2 separate regions of the Zea mays genome follow, and region 1 is linked to region 2. A link is a contact called in public Hi-C data. All regions are on one chromosome and are shown on one strand. Each heading gives the region's core, a stretch centred on a gene start, on an enhancer-like site or on the middle of the called end of the contact. The rest is flanking DNA. Distances are from core to core; before and after follow the strand shown. Region 1 holds the start of LOC100194384. Region 2 holds the start of LOC100191437 (Cation/H(+) antiporter 19).

The links. Hi-C and Micro-C count contacts between places; a contact is called where the count stands out from the background.
Region 1: a contact with region 2 is called in a Hi-C map of tassel, with 3 times the contacts expected there. The contact joins the promoter of LOC100194384 here to the promoter of LOC100191437 in region 2. A contact is called at or near these places in 4 of 25 Hi-C or Micro-C datasets (ear, leaf and tassel).

Annotation. Positions count from the first base shown.
Region 1 is chr8:87,775,815-87,779,449 of Zm-B73-REFERENCE-NAM-5.0, reverse strand. It overlaps LOC100194384, which reads left to right and starts at 1,575. Exons shown (of 2, transcript NM_001139416.1): 1 at 1,575-1,978; 2 at 2,136-2,854. The coding sequence starts at 1,859. The coding sequence ends at 2,603.
Region 2 is chr8:87,511,913-87,515,548 of Zm-B73-REFERENCE-NAM-5.0, reverse strand. LOC100191437 (Cation/H(+) antiporter 19) reads left to right here and starts at 1,748. Exons shown (of 2, transcript XM_008656014.3): 1 at 1,748-2,091; 2 at 2,171-3,636. The coding sequence starts at 1,900.

The DNA of each region.
Region 1 (3,635 bases), core at 326-2,825, 260 kb before region 2:
GTCTACATCCTTTTGCGTTCATATTCATATATTAAATGATGAAGTATGTCCTTCTTGACCTTCGTCTGATGAATATTATACCCATGTGGAGATAATACTTCAGAAGATGAAGGTCTGTTATAATTAACAATTATGTTGCCTTGTTCTTGATTCACAGCATTTGAGAACAAGTGAACAACAGACGCTTTTACGTAAAACTTGTTATTTTTTGACGAAATTAGTGACTCAGATACCTTCGGCCACGACTAGAGATGGCAATGGGTAAATACCCACCGGGTATTACTACCTCATACTCATACCCACGACGCAAAAATAATCCCACCGGGTCACCCATATACACTGGCGGGTATGGATTTACCCCCATACCCATACTCATGTGGGTATGGGTCATCCATTGGGTCACCCGTACCCACAAAAATTAAACTACTATCAAAATATTATACTATACAAATTTCAAGTATATCTATATAAATACCGCTACAAAATTTTCTAGCATCATTTAATCATCCATTCAACACACCAAAGATAATTAGATAAAGTAATAACACTATGATAGTACTACATAGCACATTACATGTTCCATTACATGGTCATTAAATTGTTGTTAAATAATAAAAAGTTGGATGACTAAAATCCAAGTTCATGCTTGGGCAAAGTTTATATTGGGTATTTTATACCCACGGGTTAACGGGTATGGGTGAAGGCGGAACGTTCTAATACCCGTTTACCCATTGGGTGAAGATTTTTGCCCAATAACAGACCTACAGGTAGAATATTTAGCCCACATACATACCCTAATGGAGTAAATACCCATCGGGTATCGGATCGCGGGTACCATTGCCATCTCTAGCCACGACACCGCTTTAATTTTTTTTTCTTTTGTGGATAGGATGCTTGCATCTAAGCCCTCACATGTCATACTGTGTTGTACTATACCATAAAATATGACCTTTGTGCCGTTGCAATCTACTGTCATTGTACTAATAGCCTAGTACAAAGTGGTGCTAGGAATGTATTTATGGAAAACATTTTGAATCGACGATACAAACCAAACGACCTAATTAGGTTCGGATACTAGAACGGATGAATTTAGATATGGTTAACCTGTAAACCAAATAGACCGTATTTATTGATAAAAAATAGAATAAAACCTTGCAGAAGTTTAATATTTTTTTATTTCATACGATATTACAGTTTTGAAATAACACTATAAAACTTTTTAAGGAACTATTTTCTCAAGGAGGCAAGACCCAAACCGGAAATGCCGGGGGAAAAAAAAGAAGCAGAGGGCAGAGTGCGCTGGTACGCATTGTCGCCTTGCCGGTTGGTTGGTCAAAAGGATTGACGGACAGACCGGCCTCCCTTTTACAGTCTGTCTCTTCAAGTAGCGGAGGCACGAGCAATGGAGAAAGGCTTGAAAAAGGAGGGCGCCGCTGCCATTAAAGGCTCTCAAGGGACCGCGCTTGGGAGTGGGAGCGGGAGCAGTTGCAGCTGCAACGGTCACTTTGCTGGCTGCTGGGCCGGTCGGTTCCTTTGCCCACCAGCTCAGCTCACTCAATTCAACACTCTTCGAGCTTGCTTGCCCATCTCCCCAAACATCCGCCGCGCTTCAATACTTACAACGACTCAACGAGATCGCAGCTTCCATGGCCTTCTTTTCCGAATCCCAGACTCCTTTCACAAAACAGAAACAAAAATAAAATAAATCCCAGACTCCCAGAGACAGACAGACACAAGAGTTGGTGGCGTGGTTCCTTGTTTCTACCTCCCTGGGCTCCGTTTCTTTCCCTGCGAAGCTGGCTGGCTCGGCACGGCACTGCACAGAGCATACCGGCGGTAACTGAGAGGCCCTGCGGCGATGGGGAAGAAGCGAGCGGCGGCCGTGAGTGCTCCGTTCCCCGCGCCCGCCTCCGAGCCCGAGTCGGACCACTTCAGCGACTACGGCTTCGACCCGCAGCTCCTCCACTTCCCCTCCCAGGTCCATCTCTAGTTCTCAACACTACACTACTGCTCTACATGATTGCATCGACCTCTTCCAAAAGGAACAAAGATCCAATCATGCCTGCTGCATGCTGGACGCTGGTTACGTTCTTGCATCTTGTTGACGTGCGGTGTGGTTCCTCTGTTCCCCTCAGCCTGAGGCGAAGCGACCGTGGGGCAGGCGCCAGCGCCACCAGCAGCCTGCGCAGTTGAAGCCCCTGGACTCCGCGCGGTTCAAGCTACAGAAGCCCATCGCCAAGAAGCACCACCGCCAGCAGAAACAGCAGCAGCGCCGCCGGTGGTGGAGCTCCGCCGCCTCTGCCGCGCTCCATCTCTTCAGGAAGCGCCCCTCATCAACCAGACCCGCCGCAGGAGCTCCACCTCCCCAGTACGGGTCGCCCGCGTCGCCAACCGTGCCTATGTACCTCACCGACTGCGATGCTGGCGGGGACGACGGCGGCGGCGCGTCCGCGTGCACGTGCTGGGCACCGGCCGTGCGGTCCGGCCGCCTGGCCGCCGCCGAGCTTGGCGCCGCGGCAGTGGCGGTTCCCTACGTCAGCCTCAGGTCCACTAGCCTTGGCACTGGAGGCGCTCCGGTGATGCCCATCTACCTCGTCACCTGAAGCTAGCTACCTCAGGCCGACGCGGGTTTCTTCTTCAGAAGCTTGGACCACAAGACGTCAGTAAATTAAACCCTGTCCAAGCGCCTGGACTAGTCGGTCAAATATCAACTGCTTGCTTCTATAATTGTTCCTGGTTTTCTTCTCCCGTCTGTGGGGTATTTTCCAGATGTAGTTGCAGCAGCTGCGTTTTTCTTTCAAATTCGTTGCTCCAAGAAGGTTGCCGGCTCCTATATGGAAGTTCTGACTTCTTCAGTTTTGCGTTGAACTTTAGATTAAGAGACGATAGATTCTAGTATTAGAGCAACTTCAAAACAATGCTAAGAAGTTTCCAACAAAAAAAATTATTGAGGGCAGACTAAAAATTTTAAGAGTAAGATCATGTTTGTAAGCAACCCAGTTTTTAAGAAATTAGTTTTTATCTTTTAGCTAGAAGATGTCAGCTTCTTAGTTTTTAAGAAACTGATAATCCAATTTTTATAAACTAAGGTATGATATGTTTAGAACCACATCAATTTCTATAAACTAGCATCTAGATGCTTCCAAATATGTCCTAAATTATTATGTATATACTCCAACAACCCTCTTAAATAAAAACTGAAAAACAGAAAACTAGACTCAAAATTTTTAAAAAACACACCCTTCAAACAGCCCACTTTGCACATGTGTATGGGCTTTGGAAAAAGGGCCTTTATATGGGCAGCCCACTTTGCACCTACGTAATCTGTGTTCTCTTAAAATACTGCGGCACTCTTTTAATAGTCCACACATACTAAATGTGATCGGGAGGCAACAAGTCCAGGATTTCCTTAAAATACTGCCCACACAGTCCAGGATTTCCTTAAAATGCACCCTTTGCAAATATCTAGAGAGAACAAGTAATTGAGCCTTTCAGTTCATTGTTGCTCAGACTATGTATTTTCAGACTTTGATTCTAGAGATGTGCAGATAATAGTTTTAGATTGTGATGCATATGCAAATAGTATAATGCACAGATTGGATGTGATCATGCGTAATAAATGACCTCTTGTGTGT
Region 2 (3,636 bases), core at 499-2,998:
GAGGCGACTAGAGGGTGGTATGAATGGGAGGCACTAAAAATTCTCTCTCGAGAACATCACTTTAACTTTGATCTCGACTTCAACGAAACCTCACGGGACGATTGAAACTGCATAACACAATAATACCCAGTCTAGTGTCGACCGAATATACCAAATTGTTACATAGGGAATTGTCCAATTATCTACAGAAATTCCAAAATATTAAACAAAGTTAGAAAATCATGACCACGAAAACTTGTGGTCCAGTTTTTTAAATTGTATAAAAACTAAACAAAGTTAGAAAATCATGAAACTTATCGAGATATCATGACATCATATATGGAGGCTATGATAAAAAAATAATAATGTTTCATGGAATTTGTCACTACAATACATACAAACACAATAATCTCTGAATAAATTTCATGATATCATGTTATGGCTGACTAGGTGCAAAGCGTCGTACGTGACAAAGTTGATTGAAGTCTTGTCAATTTTTTTATCACAGCCTCCACATATAGATCATGACATATCAACATGTTTCATAATTTTCTGACTTTATTTGCTTTTTATACAATTTAAAAACAATTGGACCGTAAGTTCTTGGTCATGTTTTATGAACATGATATTCGAAATTTCTAATGTGTTCCTAGAAACGTCCTCAACGTATACTTAATAACATGAATATCATTTTTATTTATTTTTTCCATTATTCGGATGACTTACAATTCAAATTTGAATTTTTGAAGAAATTTAATTAAATAAAAATTTACTAAATATATCAAACACTTCTAGAAATATGCCAAAATTAAATATGTTGTTCCAAGTACTATGCGAACACAGTACAAAAAGATTGGGAGTAAAAAGAAAAAAATAAGTACACTTTGGCGAGTGTATAAAAAAGACACTCGACAAATGTTTCTTTATTGGTGCGCCACCATAGCGCTGGCTGACTGCCCAATTCATGAATTTCTTCACTATTTCTTTTGGACTTCTTTTCTTCTTGAGTCTTGGACTTCTATACATCTTTTATGTCTTTTTTTGAGGTGTTGCATTCTCAGTGTCTCAGTCCAATCCTCTTCGCATCCTATGAACTATAAAAACAAACACTAGCAAACACATTAGTCTACAAGGTTATGTTGATCGTCAAACACCAAATCACTTAGCCAAATGACTCGGGGTCCATTTTCCTTACAGCCGAGTGCTTAACACTAGACAAAAAAATTGTCGAGTGTCTACGTATGCGAGTGCCTCATACTTGACATACCGATGTGTTATAGCACTCGACAAACGCTATCTTTGCTGAAGAAAAACCAGATGCTTTTACATAGTAAACCATTGAGTATAAGTGGTTAACTATAGGAGTGTGGCACTACTTTTATGGTGTGTTTGGTTTGTGGAGTCACTCTATGCTTTATGAGGTGATGCATCATAAGTTTATTCCATCAATTTTGGTGGAATCAACACACTCCTCATGTATATACTAATTATTAGCTTATGAGGAATGGGGTGGTGATGGATGAACTCATTCTATTACACAAACCAAATAAAAAAGTGAGGAGTGAGAAGAAGATAAATCACTTCATTTCTCAAACAAACACTATTAATGAATCATTCAAGATAAATCTACCTTTATCGTATTTATATCTCAAAACATTATAAGTTTGAACGGATTTAATTTTGGTCAGGTCATTTCATCCCCTTGTTACTATCGTTTACATGAATGCCTAAAAATACTAAGCTAGTTTGCAAGAAATAGGTACGTGCATGCAGAGAGCGCCACGAGCCCACGAGTCTACCTCCCCTCTTTAGCCTAAGCCTCCTATCCATCGCCCCTTCCCCCTTGGTCGTAGGCTAACACGGGTGGGGGAGGGAAACGAGACGAAGGGGAGGGAGGGCGACTCGCACTTTAGGACGGCAATGGACAACGCGACAGCGGAGGCCTTGAAGCCCATGAAGGCAACGTCGGACGGCGTGTTCCAGGGAGAGAACCCGCTACACTCGGCACTCCCGCTCGCCATCCTGCAAATTTGCATTGTCGTCGTGCTCACCCGCGTGCTCGCCTTCATCCTCCGCCCGCTGCGGCAACCGCGCGTCATCGCGGAGATCATCGTGAGTGCTTCGCTAGGTTGATTTCAATCTGCATTTGTAAATAATTAATTAATATTCTATAATAATGAATAATGATCAGGGCGGGATTCTTCTTGGTCCGTCGGCGGTGGGCCGCAGCACCGCCTTCCTGAACACCGTGTTCCCGAAGCAGAGCCTAACCGTTCTTGATACCATCGCCAACATTGGCCTCCTCTACTTCCTCTTCCTGGTGGGCCTCGAGCTGGACCTCCGCGCCATACGACACACTGGGAGCACGGCCCTCGTCATCGCGGTCGCCGGCATTTCCCTTCCTTTCATCATGGGCATCGGCACCTCCTTTGTCCTCCAGCACACCGTCGCCCGCGGCGTGCCCACGGCTCCGTTCCTCGTCTTCATGGGTGTCGCGCTCTCCATCACGGCGTTCCCGGTGCTGGCACGCATTCTCGCCGAGCTCAAGCTGCTCACCACCGACCTCGGGCGCATGGCCATGTCAGCTGCCGCCGTGAACGACGTCGTTGCGTGGATACTTCTGGCCCTGGCCATCGCTTTGTCAGGCACCGGTTCCCCTCTTGTCTCGTTATGGGTGCTGCTAGCGGGAACTGGCTTTGTCCTCGCGGCGTTCTTGTTGCTCCGCCCGGGCCTCACCTGGATGGCACGGCGATCCCCTGAAGGCGAGCCAGTGAAGGAGCTCTACATATGCGCGACTCTGGCCATCGTGCTTGCCGCCGGATTCGCCACCGATGCCATTGGCATCCACGCGCTCTTTGGAGCGTTCATTGTCGGCATCATCGTCCCTAAGGACGGGCCGTTCGCCGGGGTTCTCCTGGAGAAGGTGGAGGACCTCATATCTGGCCTGTTCCTGCCGCTCTACTTCGTGTCCAGCGGCCTCAAGACGAACGTAATGACCATAAAGGGCGGTGACTCGTGGGCCCTCCTAGTCCTCGTCGTTGCCACCGCGTGCATAGGCAAGATCGGCGGCACGGTGATCGCGTCGCTCATCGTCCGGGTGCCGTTCCGCGAGGCCCTCACGCTCGGGTTCCTGATGAATACCAAGGGGCTCGTGGAGCTCATCGTCCTCAACATCGGCAAGGACCGGCATGTCCTTAACGACGAGACTTTCGCCATCCTCGTGCTCATGGCGCTCATCACAACCTTCATCACGACGCCGGTGGTCATGACAATCTACAAGCCAGCGCGGCGGGGGGCGCCGTACAAGAACCGCACCGTCCAGCGCGCGAACCCGCACGACGAGTTCCGCATGATGGCCTGCTTCCACAGCACGCGAAACATCCCCACCATCATCAACCTGATGGAGTCCTCGCGCGGCACGCGGAAGCGTGGCATCACCGTCTACGCCATGCACCTCGTGGAGCTCTCCGAGAGATCGTCCGCCATCTGCATGGTCCACAAAGCTCGTCGCAACGGCATGCCGTTCTGGAACAGGCGGCGCAACGGCGACGGCGGCGGCGACCAGCTCGTTGTCGCCTTCGAGACGTACCAGCAGCTGAGCCGCGTGTCTATCCGGGCCATGACGGCCATCTCCGACCTGGAAACGATCCACGAGGA